Linked DNA regions of Mus musculus: regions 1 and 3 are each linked to region 2. The links are chromatin contacts, called in public HiChIP or PLAC-seq and Micro-C maps. All regions are on one chromosome and are shown on one strand. The core of a region is the stretch at or near the end of the contact, and the rest is flanking DNA. Distances in the headings are between cores, read along the strand shown.

What was found. Hi-C and Micro-C count contacts between places; a contact is called where the count stands out from the background. HiChIP or PLAC-seq counts read pairs in DNA pulled down with a chosen protein or histone mark.
Region 1: an H3K4me3 HiChIP or PLAC-seq map of bone marrow-derived macrophages shows a contact between it and region 2, with 5 times the contacts expected there. The contact joins the enhancer-like site here to the promoter of Slu7 in region 2. A contact is called at or near these places in 10 of 484 Hi-C or Micro-C datasets (B cells, Th1 cells, double positive thymocytes and 6 more), 4 of 115 datasets of contacts at active chromatin or transcription factors (bone marrow-derived macrophages, embryonic stem cells, epiblast stem cells and 1 more) and 3 of 9 other capture datasets (adipose tissue, liver and pancreatic islet).
Region 3: a Micro-C map of embryonic stem cells shows a contact between it and region 2, with 2.2 times the contacts expected there. The contact joins the enhancer-like site here to the promoter of Slu7 in region 2. A contact is called at or near these places in 1 of 484 Hi-C or Micro-C datasets (embryonic stem cells), 5 of 115 datasets of contacts at active chromatin or transcription factors (bone marrow-derived macrophages, embryonic stem cells, extraembryonic endoderm stem cells and 1 more) and 3 of 9 other capture datasets (adipose tissue, liver and pancreatic islet).

What each region holds. Positions count from the first base shown.
Region 1 is chr11:43,666,210-43,670,957 of GRCm38.p6, reverse strand. No RefSeq gene overlaps it. Among named protein-coding and RNA genes, the nearest start is that of Pwwp2a, 13 kb to the left of the region's middle. Within about 2 kb of position 3,302, at least 36 of the 459 cell types and tissues checked have an H3K27ac peak or open chromatin away from gene starts, as enhancers often do. A contact at or near this core is called in bone marrow-derived macrophages and embryonic stem cells, where this site is marked.
Region 2 is chr11:43,431,059-43,435,644 of GRCm38.p6, reverse strand. Slu7 (SLU7 splicing factor homolog (S. cerevisiae)) reads right to left here and starts at 1,914. Exons shown (of 16, transcript NM_198936.1): 1 at 1,826-1,914.
Region 3 is chr11:43,631,052-43,635,706 of GRCm38.p6, reverse strand. No RefSeq gene overlaps it. Among named protein-coding and RNA genes, the nearest start is that of Fabp6, 32 kb to the right of the region's middle. Within about 2 kb of position 1,431, at least 117 of the 459 cell types and tissues checked have an H3K27ac peak or open chromatin away from gene starts, as enhancers often do. A contact at or near this core is called in bone marrow-derived macrophages, embryonic stem cells, extraembryonic endoderm stem cells and 1 more, where this site is marked.

The DNA.
Region 1 (4,748 bases), core at 2,053-4,552, 230 kb before region 2:
GCACAAGTGGAATGTATAGAACCTCACTCTTTAGGGATGTGCCCAAGGAAAAGCCAATAATTTTGGATTCCTAATTGGGCAGGAAGAACAGGATGAGTTCCTCCAGAGACTTGAACTTCATATCCTTGACCAGGATCCACTCCTTGTCTTCGGCTTTACCTCCACAAGCCCCTCATCCTGGTCCACCGGGCCCTCCCTCTGCACTGGCATCATCTGGGTGTTTTCCCAAAGAAGAAGCCACACAAGTACTTCTGTAATGTCTTGTGCGGCACAGTCTCATCTCAAACACCTGGGTTCAAGTAAGCCTTCCAACTAAGTCTGTAGGCATGTACCACCACGCACAATGTGACTGCTGTGACAACATAGCCTTTTTTAAAAAATCATTTTTTTTGGTTCACATGTGGAGTGGGGAGCAGATGTATGCCATGCTACCTGTGTGCCTTGTAGGACAACCTGCAGGAATAGCTTTTCATCATGTGTTGCTTGGGAACTCAACTCAGGCCACCAGGCTTGGCAACAGGCACCTTTACTCCCTCTTGCAGGCCTTCAGGGTGGTGTTTGCTTGCTTCTAGACTTACCTAGCTTGTATATCTGAGTGTTTTGCCTGCAGATGTTTTAAACTTGACTTTTTGAACAGAGGGTCTGGAAAGAAGCCATACCTTCCACTGAGCCTTCGCAAGGTTGGTTTACTGATTAGAACTTCAGTAATGGCACCGGGGAGGTGGCTCAGCAGCAGTTACGAGCACTTGCTGCACTTGGAGAGGACCTGGGTTTAGTTCTTATTGCCCACATGGTGGCTCACAACCATCTGGAACTCCAGTTCTACGGGATCTGACACCATCATCTTGGCCTCTTCCGGAACCAGGCACAAAGGTGGTGCACATACATGCATGCAGGCAAACACTCGTTCACATAAAAAGTAAATAAATCATTTTTTAAAAGATTCATTTATTTATTATATGTAAGTACACTGTAGCTGTCTTCAGACGCTCCAGAAGAGGGCGTCAGATCTCATTACGGATGGTTTTGAGCCACCATGTGGTTGCTGGGATTTGAACTCAGGACCTTCGGAAGAGCAGTCAGTGCTCTTACCTGCTGAGCCATCTCACCAGCCCAATAAATCATTTTTAAAGGAAAACTTAAATGATTTTGCAGAGGCTGTAGTGTTGCAAGTTCAGAGCCTAATTACAGTTTATCTTGACCTGTCTTTAGCTTCCTGAATAGAGATCACTTGCTTACCTCTGTATCTGAACTAAAATTTGTGTGTCTATCAGGGGAAGAACAAACAAACAAACAAAAAACCATTTAAAATGTATTAACTTAAACCTAGTTTCTACCACCCAAAAAGCTAAGCCTGCCATCAGATAGCATCTGAAACGTATGGCTGAGAGGCCCCACCCACTGGATCTTTCCAACATATTTGTGAGATTACCACATCCTAACCACTGGACTACCAGGGAAACTGTCACCAATAATGTATTTGCACGTCCCTCAATGTGTGACTGTCTCTTCTAGTACTATAAAAATTTCATCAAACTATTACCACGTTGGAACATGGAATCTACAGCAACCAAAATCCATGTTCCTGTGGCATAGTCACTCAGAATAAACTATTTCGCCAAGCATGGTGGCGCAGGCCTTTGATCCCAGCACTCAGGAGGCAGAGGCAGACAGATTTCTGAGTTCAAGGCCAGCCTGGTCTACAAAGTGAGTTCCAGGACAGCCAGGGCTATACAGAGAAACACTATCTCGAAAAACCAAAAAACCAAAAACCAAAAACAAAAAAGCCAAACAATCAAACAAACAAAACTATTTCTTATCCTCTCAGAGGTGAGAATTGTTTCAATTTTTTGTATGACAATCCCAGAGATAGTACTCTGGGGGACCAGTGTCTCCACTATCCATCTTGGCTTGCCAGAGAGACTGATGACTGGGCTCCGACCTTAGGTTTATTCTCTGGTGCAAATATAAAATAAATAGACAAGTGGAACTGTCAGGCTGGGTGTGGAGGAACATGCATGTGACCCTAGAGCTAAGGAAGAGGATGGAGACAGGAGGGACAGCAGTTTAAGGCCAGCCTCAGCTACTAGTGAGTTTGGGGCCATACATGAGATGCTGTCTCAAAAAGGAGAAGGGGAAAAATGTAAGAAGCTATATGCAAGCCTGGCAGTAGTGGCAGAGGCCTTTAATCCCAACCCTCAGGAGGCAGAGGCAGCTGTATCTCTGAGTTCAAAGCTAGCCTGGTCTAGAGAGGGAGTTCTAGGGCATCCAAGGCTACACAGAGAAACCCTGCTCGAACAACAACAACAAAAAGCTATATGCAAACAGCTCTACATAGAAAAGCCTCCTGTGTGGTCAGTAGGGTGGATTAGTGGGTAATAATATTTCCTATAAAAGCCTGAGGGCTGGAGTACCATCCCTAGAACCCACGGCAGAAAGAGAGAACCAACTCTCAAATATCTGCCTTACACAGGCAAACACTAAGTACAGTGAAATTACAAAAGTGCCGTGGAACTTTAAATGTAGACTAAGTTTTAGCTAGAGAAGAAAGCTCTGTGAAATCTGCCTCGGTCACCGCTGCAGGCAGTATAGAGCCTGGCCGACATACAGGACGCTTTGAAAACATTTGTAGCATTAACAAACTGAATAACTGATTTCTAAGTGGCAGATCACTGTGGGCTTGCTTTCTGTCCAAGTATATGGTTCCAGTACCCTAATTTCTAATTCTTCTACAGTGAACATGGATTTCTTAGGCAGGAAATACACAGAATGCTTGGGATGTGGCTCAGTGGTGTACTGATGGCCTTGGGCGGAAGTGGGGGAGGGGGAGATGGGAAAAGGAAGAGTGGGGAAGGGAGGAAAACATAAGTAGAGAAAATGGAGCCTGGGCTAGGCTTGGGGTACAAGCCCTAAACCCCAGCACTTGGGAGTTAGAAGTAGGAGGATCAAGGCTGACCCTGCCTACAAAAGACCCTGTCTCAAAAACAAAGTGGGGGAGTGCGGTAAGGTCATCTTAGAGCAGGAGAATCCCAAACCTGGCGCCTGATTTAAGAAGTACAGAGGATGACTGGGTTCCCAGAATCTCCTTGATCTGATTTGTACCTAAGAGAGATGAGAAGTGAGGCGCTGTGTGTGGGGGGTTGGGGGGTGGGGGGGGGGAGCGTGGTCCTGCAGCCTGCCCTTGCACTTCTGTGGCTCACAATACATTCTCTGCTGTGGTAAATTTGCTAGGTGGAGAGAGAAGCATGTCCCAGAATAGCTCCGCAAGGACTCTAAATGATTCATAAAGCACACTTCCGGTCCAGCAGAGGCAAGGCCCGAGTCTTCGCAGACTCTTTCGGGCTGCTTTGGAGGTGGCCTCGCTGCTGCCCCTGGAATCTTTAGAAGCAAACCCCTTTTTCTCTAGAAACTGGTGTACTGTTGTGTCAAAATCCATATTCCTTCCAGACTCGGGCTAGCCCAGCCCAGTCCGTGGATGCTGAGGAAGCCAGGAACAGACAAAGCAGCTTTAGATGCTTCTGTGACCTTGAGGCAGTTAACTCAGCAGGGCTATCATGTGGAGCCCAGCAGAGTTCTGGAATAAAAGAGGCGAGACCTTGGAAGCCTGTTGGAGCCGTACTCTTTCGTTCAGCTTTGGTCACCATAGTGACTTCATTCCGAAGCCGCAACCCTGCTGTTATTTCTTCATATTCATTCATAATAAGACCACCCTTGAGTTCTCCGCCCACTGGGGAAGCAAGTACCAGATGCATTGGAAAACGGGAGGCTAATGCAATGGGACCTTTAAGCAGTGTGGGCCTAGGATGGTAGGGCGGTCCTCTGCTGGGCAGAGGAGCAAAGGTCAGAGCTGGGAGGGAATTCACACGCCTCTGGGTCCCAGCCCCTCCGTTTAGAGGGAGAACAGGACCGACACAGACTTTCAGCTCTGTGGTACAGCCAGGTTGGAAGCAGAAGCCCTGAGCCCTGGCCTCGTTCTCACAGCATTTGGTCACCATGGACACACAGGACCCTTTAGATGGCCTGGCTCTTGGCCTTTTGTGCCAAGCTGGGTTCATATTTAATGGGATTATCACAAGTTTGGCAATCAGATCCTAAGCCTTTCATTAATGGCCTAAACTAGAACTTTTGTAGCCAAAGACCCACATCTGACACAGATTTGCAAGTGAATTAGCTCATTTCATTTTAAAAATTATAATGCTCTTTAAGAAGGAGAGACCTAGCTGTAGGTCACGATAGTTTAAGCTGCAGGGTCATGATAGTCCAAGCCTGGACTCTCAACATTAGGGAGGTTTTGGAGGACTAGGAAGTCAAGGTCATCTTTGGCTACTTAGTTGGAGGCTGCTTCGGATACACAAGAGCCTGTCTCAAAAGAAGTGGGGGGTGTGGGCTAGAGAAACTAAGAGCATAGTGCTGCCACGTGGTTGTGACACACTCCTTGAATCTCAGAACGTGGAAGGCAGAGGCAGGTGGATCTCTGCATTCAAGGCCAGCCTGGTCTACAGAGTGAGTTCCAGGACAGCCAGGGCTACACAGAGAAACCCTGTTTCAAAACAAACAAACAAACAAACAAACAAACAAACAAACAACCTTTTTTCCCAGGAGAGTTTGGATCTCCAGAACTCACTTAAATGGCCACTTAATGGGCTCAGGAGGCAGAGATCAGGGTCCCTCAAGCAAGCTGGCTAGCTAGAGTAGCCATATCAGTGAGCTCTGGGATCAACTGAGAGAACTGCCTTGATGAATAAGGT
Region 2 (4,586 bases), core at 665-3,164:
GGAAAACAAACAAACAAACAAACAAAAAAACCCCAAAAACCTAAAAAAACCAGAGCACATCACTGTTCCCCTTGAAGGCCCAATGCCTTAACAATTACCAAAGTTCAGGGCTGGGGATGAAGCCTCAGTTGATAGAGCGTTTGCCTAGCAGAAGTTTGATTGCCAGTGCAACAAAAACTAGGCCTGGTGGTGCATACTTGATATCCAGCAATCTCGATGTGAATATAGGATCAGAAGACCAAGGTCACCCTTGGATATATAGAGAGTTCAAGACATGAGACCTTGTTAGAAAAAAATAGAGATGGGTCTGTCTACATTCAGGGATGCCTAGCATATCTAGTTCTCTCTGTCTCTGCCTCTCTCTCTCTCTCACACACACACACAAACACACACCACAAAATCACCCATATTCATAGTGTGCCTATTTTTATACCTCTGCTTTGCACTCCTCTGCTCTGGTCACTGACTTCATTTCCATTCCCGACCATTCCATGCCTTCTTTTGTCAGAGATTCTCATTCTTTGGCTTCTATAACATGTTACTGGTTTTCCGTGAACACCTCTCCTGTTCTCGACTTCTCTGCAGGCTCATCTATTTGCACACGTTTATTTAGAGGCTGATTCCTTACAGAGCAGCAAGAGCCTCACTCACCACTCTAAACAATACCAGTTGCCAAGATTCAGGAGGAACAGTATCCCACTACTGGGGTTCCATACTATCTCTCTGCCCTAGACTTTTCATTTGATCTTCAAATCTACACAACCAACTGTGTACATGACATCCACACCCAGAACACTAAGTATTTATCCACAGCATTCCTTAAACTCCATGACTTTCCTGTGAAATTGTGTCTGCCTCCATCTCCCGAGTTCTGGCTTTATAGGCATATGCCACCATAGAGGTCTGTGTATGGGGCAGGTGAGACGGTTCACCTACTGCTCCTGTAGACAACCCTAACTCAGTTCTCAGCATCTATGTCAGGTGGCTCACAACTGTCCCTAACTCCAGCTACAGGGATTCCAAGAAGACTACACACGTTCTTACAAGGGCAAACCCACCTACCTACTTATACACATAATTAAAATAAAATAGACTTAAAAATAAAAACAGAAGTGTTAGAAATCCGTGGTAGTATATACTAGAAGCACAGATTTAATCATCTTCATTTTAACAGTTACCATTTCTTTAATTTACCATGCAGACCGTCACCAAATCTTTACAACCACCCTATTTTATGGTGAGGAAACAAGTTTGGGGCGGGGGGGGGGGGGTTAACACCTTCAGATAACAAGACATTAGTGAGAGACGACAGATCGCAAACCCAAGCCTGACTTTAGTTGGTCTTTCAACCCCTGTTACAAACCACAGACACTGGAGTGCAGGCCTGTCACATTCAAGATTAAGAGGGACTGAAGTGTTTTGTCATTAGGTTCCACTGCTCTGCAGAGGGTCCGGCTCTCTCCGAGTTAGAACTTTAACAGCTCCCACTCACTGATGCAATACGGACATTCTAATTTGACCCTCACAAAATAAGATCATCTCCACCTAACGGAAAAAACTGAACCTCAAAGGAACTCTTTTGGGGACAGAGGGCTCAGCTTCGGTACGGGCTGCTCAGGATGTCCGGCTTACAGTGACCAGGGCTTTTCCTTGAGGAGTCAGCCTCGGTCCGGCTGAACGCGAGGGCGGCGCCTGCGTCCTGGGCCACAGTCTCCACCCGGGTCCGCCGTTCCACGACGGCTCATCACCGCGAGGACTCACTGCAGGGGATACCCGCTCCCCGAGGTCCCCAGTTCGTCTGCTCAATCTCAGAACCCCAACTTACCCAGTCGCGCCGCAGACCACTCAAAACCATCCGCCAGAAACGAAGCGACTCGGCAATGTTTACTTCCGGGTTCCCTGCCTTCTTCCGGCTGCGCAGAGATAACTTCCGGGAGATCGGCACATGCGCATTTGCAAGCGCTTGGCTCTTTTTTTTTTTTTTTTTTTTTTTTTTTTTTTTTTTTGACCCAGAAAGGCGAAGTGATGGCAGTGCAGCTTTCTTTCTGGAACAGCACAGAATCTTTTTTTTTTTTTTTTTTTTTTTTTTTTTTAAAGATTTATTTATGTATATGGATAATCTATAGCTGTACAGATGGTTGTGAGCCTTCATGTGGTTGTCGGGAATTGAATTTTTTTAGGACCCCTGCTCGCTCCGGTCAACCCCGCTCGCCCAGTCAGTCTCTGCTTGCTCCCACCCAAAGATATATAAGTACACTGTAGCTCTCTTCAGACACACCAGAAGAGGGCATCAGATTCCACTACAGATGGTTGTGAGCCACCATGTGGTTGCTGGGTTTTGAACTCAGGACCTTCAGAAGAACAGTCAGTGAGTGCTCTTACCTGTTGAGCCATCTTGCCAGCCTACAGCACAGAATCTTAGCAAAAATGATTATTGAAAATGCTGCAAAGGTCGGCGTAATGGCACACACCTTTAATCCTAGCAGAGATAGGCATATCTTTGAGGTCCTGGCCAGTGACATAGGAAGACCCTTTTTCAAACAAACAAACAAACAAACATCCCCATAAAAAACAAACTCCTGGAAAATAGGCGACTTTGGTGAATTTATTTTTCTTAAAAAAAAAAAAAAAAAAAGCCTTATGCCAGGCAGTGGTGTCACATGCCTTTAATCCTAGCACTTGGGAGGCAGAGGCAGGCAGATTTCTGAGTTCGAGGCCAGCCTGGTCTACAGAGTGAGTTCCAGGACAGCCAGGGCTACACAGAGAAACCCTGTCTCAGGAAAAAAAAAAAAAAAGCCTTATGTTTTTTGTGTGTGAGTTTGCACATCATTGGCGTTAGATCATCTGTGACTGGAAATGCAGATATATGTCTGTGAACCAGAATGAGTACCAAACCGGGGGCTTCTGCAAGAATGACCTGTATTGACTACTGAGCCATTGCTTGGCCATTTTTCTTTATGCTGTCTTGTGGTTATTTATACTTCCCCTACGTGAAGTGCTCTTCAGATATACAGGACTATAGCTAACGTCCCCACCACCTCAGTCAAACAGCCCAAAGTAGTAGACTTTTTAAAAAAGGAACTTGAAGTGGGTTAAGAATGTAAAAATAATTTTGATTTTTCAAGGCAGCTAAAGGCAGAGCAGAGTCCTGCGGACTCAGAGCGCAAGGCTTGAGAGAGGGACCAAGAAGGCAGGGATTATCTTTGGATGAACGCTTTCTGTAAAGCTAAATTAGGAGAGACTTGTATTAGCTGAGGACTCTATTATAAGTTTACCAACCAGGTACATTATTTCCCAGTAACAAGTGGGGATCACAAAGCTGGCCTGGGAACACCATCACTCAGAAAAACATGTCCTTTTAAAGACAGGATGGTGATATTATTTACACTTGCAGTGGACTGGGGAAAAGCAATGTTTCCTGTTGGTGAGAGGGGAAGAAAACCTCTCAAGGAATTAGACAATGTTCACGTGGAAGCTGTGGGAATGTATATAGATTTATTTTTGAAAGCAAGACTTTTGTGTGCTGGTGGTTTAATTCAGAAGTAGATGCAAAGAGAAAATAACAGGTTGAGGGGATAAAAGGAACAGGGAATAGAAGGGACAGTAAAAGTGTAAGTGCTGTGTGTGTGCTTGTGTCCATGCGTGCGGGGCCCCGTGTGTTGTTTTTATTCTTCAACTCCCAGAGTTAGGCTCTTTCTTTTGATGATTAGCATAACACTCAGTAAATATTTGTTGAATGAATTTAAAGGAAGCTTGAGTTACATATTTACTAGGAACATCCCTTTGCGCACAAACAGATTTAAGGAAGTGTAGGAAGACAGACCCCAGTCTGATGTGATGTCTGTGTAGGGAATAGCTCTCACCCCAACTGTAAAGGAGTTACACACATCAAACTGCTCTTGCATCTACCCAGATTACTGCTCTTCCTAATTTTTGATTCTACTCTACTGCGAGTGTTTAAACCCAGTATTGGCTGTTTCCCCATCTCACTTTATAGGTTTCTCCCAACCCCCTTTTTAGTTGAAAGTAGACAATTGCGTGCTCATTTCCCTCGGCTGCAGACTGATGTCTGTAAAGCCATTCCTCAAATGTTTTCTCTCCCTTTAAATTTAGATTTGATTCCTTTATTCTCTGGATGAACAGTCATCTAGTTGACATTAGGAAAACAGTCTTGCTACTTTCTTCTTTTGAGTTTCTAAATATCTCCCCCACCCTGGTTAGGGCCTTCCTTATGTTGGGCAAACACGACCATGCAGCCATATACTCAGCCCTCAGAAGACTGCTTAAGAATATCATGCCCAAAAAGTCTCTCTGGAAAAACATGTGTTTTGACATAAGTCTGATCATAATTCCTTTCTTAGAGGTAGAGATCATGTCCCCTGTCCTCTCCTCCTCTCTCCGCTCTCTCAGGCTGGCCTTGAAGTCTACGTGGCACAGAAGGACTTTGAACTTCTGATCCTCCTGTCTGCCATCTTACTGGATTTATGCTTCTTCAGCATGCTAGCTAAGTGCTCTATCAACTGGGCTTTAGCCTTGATTATAAATGTAAAAAGCAGTCATGCATTTTATAGTGTTACCTATTTCTT
Region 3 (4,655 bases), core at 182-2,681, 200 kb before region 2:
CATTGCAGAGAGCTGTGGCAAGGGCTGGACCTCAAATCCAAGGGAATCCATTGCTTCAATGTACTTGGGTTCTGGCGGCTGGAACAGGAGTTGAACAACCAGAGTACAGAGTATGGTTTGTGCTTCTATAGTTCTCGTGTCTCTGTGGTACTGGTGGGCATGTATTCTATCTAAAAAGCCATAGAGGACATAGGTTGGGTTTGCTGCTAGGGACTGGAATCAGGCCCTGGAGGAATCGGGTCGAAGGAAAACCTGACTTTTCAGTTTATATTCGTGCTGGAGTAGTTTTAAAACCTGGTGCCAAAAGTGTGTGTGTGTGTGTGTGTGTGTGAGAGAGAGAGAGAGAGAGAGAGAGAGAGAGGCAGCTCAGTGAAGAAAAGTATTACTTACCAACTCACCAGGCCTGAAAGCCTCAGTCCCATCCCTAGGCACCCATGGGAGAAGGTGAGAACACTCCTGTAAGCTGTCCTCTGACCTCCACATTGGCAACGCGGTGCCCAAGCCACACAATGCATAATTAATTAATTAAAAATAATTCAGGAGAGCCAGGCGTGGTGGCGCACGCCTTTAATCCCAGCACTCGGGAGGCAGAGGCAGGCGGATTTCTGAGTTCGAGGCCAGCCTGGTCTACAAAGTGAGTTCCAGGTCAGCCAGGACTACACAGAGAAACCCTGTCTCGGAAAAAAAAAAAAAAAATTCAGGAGCAGGCATTGATGTCCCTGTTGGATTTGAGCAGCTAGTTAGTCATTTAGACCAACGACGAAAGTGGAAATAACAATGTGGATTTCAAGGCTAGGTCATAGCAGGGCATCCAGTTACTTGATTCTTTTCTGTACTTGTTTTCTTTCATTCTTCTGTTATTGTTGTTGTTGGTTTGGTTTGGTTTGGTTTTGGTTTGGAGGCAGGGTTTCTCTGTGTAGCCCTGGCTGACCTGGAACTCGATCTGTAGACCAGACTGGCCTCAAACTCAGAGAGATCCTCCTGCCTCTGCCTCCTCAGTACTGGAGTTAAAAGTGTGCTCCATCACTACCCAGCATCAGAAAAACAATGGGGGGGGGTTGTGTTTTGAGACAGGGTTGCTCTGTGTAGCCCTGGCTGTCCTGGAACTCAGAAATCCGCCTGCCTCTGCCTCTGCCTCCCAAGTGCTGGGATTAAAGGCGTGCGGCACCACGCCCGGCAGAAAAACAGTTTTTAAGGGCAATCTATTTCAGTTTAAGGTTGGCAATTATTATTATTTTTTAATTGTTTAGATTAAAAAGCAAAACAAAATCCGAGGGCTGGACTAGAAAATCTCTGGGGAGCCTGAGTCCTACATCTTGACTTTCAGCAGAACGGTTGTGGGGGAGGGGCGACAGCACAAATTCCTCTCCCTAGAGGCTGGGATGGAAAGCAAACCAGGCACCGCGGCAGCTAGGCGGGGAGAAGCTCAGACTTTCCCAGGCGGTTCCTACGCGGAAGTGCTGGGGTGAGGGTGAGGGAAGCCAGGCCAAGGAGCCTGGTGTTAGAAGGAGCAGAGCCTGCAATAAATCACCTCCCTAACCTGCCTGCTTTCCTAGGCTGTCAGCTTGGTGGAGGGTGAGGGTGGGGGCGGGGCAGGGGTGTGCTGAAGCTGGCGGGGCACCAGAGGAGTCTACATTTCAATTGCAATAGGAAACCAACACCCTACACCTCTATTCCTCTGCCCCAGCCGCTTTTCCTTTTTCTCCTCCGTCCATCCTTTGCCCTGCCCTCCCCTTCTCTCTCTGTGGGCCCTCCTCAGCGGAGAGGGATCCACTCAGACATCAGGCCTGCAGTTCTGGTCCTCTCCGGCCTCCTTTACAGTGGGTTCGATTCCCTCCAGGGCTCCAGGCCATTCCATCTTCGGCACACATGTCTCATTCGGAGATCCAGCTTGGATGAGTGTAGCCCGATGATGGATGAGATAAGACATTAGGGCTGCCAGGCGAATGGCAGCTAGCCAGAGAGATAGGACTCTCACAAGATAGCAGAGCCACCCTGAAGAGAGCCTACAGCTACCAGGATACAATGTTCCTTGGGTGCTGCCCCCCCATCCCCACCCCATCGCCCATCCCCAGGCCTGGGCAGCTAGTGGTGCTGGAAGCACGGGGCAGAAAAGAAAGCCACAGACCCTCTGAATCCAGTACTTAGTGTACAGATCAGCTTTAGTGGGTGTTGTGCCTTTCCAAATGTCAAAAGCGGACACACACACCCTCCTCCCTACCCCCTGCCAGAAGATCCCATAGAGATGCTTGGATCGGGAAAGGTTGCTTATTCCAGCGGGCTACTCTGTGCAGGTGTGTATAATCGGCTCACTCATTCATTCATGCACACAATGTGGGAGTTCTCTATAGAGCTCAGCTGCCCACAGTAATGCCCATGTAGTCTTAGAGGAGCAGGCTGGTTTCAGTACAACCTTCCTAGCTGTGTGACCTTGACCAGGTCTACCCCTGCATAAATAGCAGCTCATCCCCTCAGGATTCTGTCAGGTGGCACAGGTAAATTGCTTAGAACAGAGCCCGACTTGTGAAAGATCGATGGATTCTTTCATCCACCCAAGAGCCCATACGTGTGTTTGTGTGTGTGGGGGGGGTGGGGGTGGGGTGCAGGGCTGCAATGTTTGAGGTTTGGGGGCCACAGCCAGGAACAAGTCAGAGGGGGTTCCTGGTCTTAGGTGGTTTATCCTCCAGGCGGAAGACTGGAGATAAGCAGACAATTGAATGAAGAACCAGGGAGATTCAGGTAAAGGGAGGAGACTGGAGACTGGAAGGGAGTGAACAATAGCCAGGAGCGGCCTGTGACCAAGGGCTGAAGAAAACAGATAAACCCAGATAAGCCAGACAGGGCGGCTGGAAGGCCAGGATGAAGATGTTATTTTAAGCCCCGTAGGAAGTGACTGTGCTTTAGTGTCTGTTTTGCTTTTTAGCCTACACAGTTGCAAGCAGAAGAAGGAGGAAGGAGTTGCCAATATTTTAAGCAGGGGAAGAGAAGAAGGGGGAAGTTAGAAGCAAGTGTCTGAGCAGCTACTGTGGTGGGGTAGGCAAGTGGAAAATGACAACCCTTCCCTGCTAGGTTCCTTGGCTAAGCTGAGCTGAGCGTTAAGCAGACACAGGCAGAGCAACAGGGGAATCCTACATTTAATTCCATACTCAGGTAACTGACAGCATGGAAAGCTACGGAGAGGAGCAGGGGCGTTCAGCCTCTGAAGGAGAGCTGGCAAGAAGACAAGGAGGTGTGTAGGGAACAAAGGCTGAGTCGTCACACAAGTCTTCCATGGAACGAGTCTTGGAGTAGCCCCGAGATGAGCAGGAGCTAGGCTGTCTGGGAATAGTGTCAACCTCCTCCTCCTTCCATGTCTGATAAATTTCCCGAAGCCAGGTATGACGGTGTATGACCATAACCCTAGAATTTAGGCAGCAGAGGCTCTTGAGTTTAGGCCAGTGGTAAAGGTCTTTGTCTAACATGGAGTTGATCCCAAACCCAGTAAAAAAAGAGATTTCCAGGGAGGGAATTCAGGACAACTAAGTTCTGTCAGAAGGATCTTACTATGTGTAATATTTATATTAAATATACACACACATCCCTTTTGTTGAAATTGGGTTTCACTATGTGGCACCAGCTGATCCAAAATGTTTTATTGACCAAGCTGGCCTTACACTTGCGTCAATCCTCCTGTCTCTGCCTCTGAGGTTCTGGGATTGCATGTCTGCCATCACAGCCGACTATACTGTAGTCACTTTTGTTGTTGTTGTTGTATTTGTTGTATTTGTTTATTTATTGTGGAGATGGGTTCGTGTGTGCCACAGCATGCTTGTAAGTGTAAAGTGTAACTTGTAAAGGTCAGGGGTCAACTTGTAGGAGTTAGTTCTTTCCTGTCACGTGGGTCCTGGAGAGTAAACTCTGGTAGTTTGGACAACAAGCACCTTTACCGCTTGAGCTGTTTCTACGGCTTTTTTTTTTTTTAAACTTTTTATCGATTCTTCGTGAATTTCACGTCGTGAACCCAAACCCATTCATCTCCCCATCCCTCAGTATCTGCCCTTGCAACCCCCTCAAAAGAACCCCCATCCCCAATAAATAAAATAAGATAAAATCTTGGAGTGGAAGCTGCTGTGTGTCACAGTGTGTCACACAATATACCCCTTTGCCCAAACAATTTCATTTGCAAATGTTCATTGCAGTGAGTCACTGGTCTGGTTCGAGGCCTCTGGCTTCTGCTACACTATCAATACTGGATCCTCACGGAGACTAATCTGATAGCCTGCTGTTGCCCTGTGTCATGGGGATCCTGCAGCTTTGGTTCTGCAGGATCCGCCCCTTCCCACACTCCAGCAGTTCATAGATGGGGTCCGTTGAAAGGAAATAAAACTTGAGACATGTGATTCATGTAATTTATGTCAAATAGCCCAAAGAATTGTTTGTGAGCTTTGAAACCTGGGGCTGAGAACATAGCAGAACAGGCCAGGACATGCCCGGGCAGGCCCATCGTTACATGTCCTGACTGGCCTAGTGCCTCCCTATCTCCCGCCCTTCTGACAGTCTGTTTTTTTTTTTTAATGGACCAATCATGTGAAACCGCGCCAATTCCTCCCCCAGCCCCACCCCTTTTCTATAAAAGTCCCTAGCTTCCAAGCCTCAGGGTCGAAACCACTGTCTCC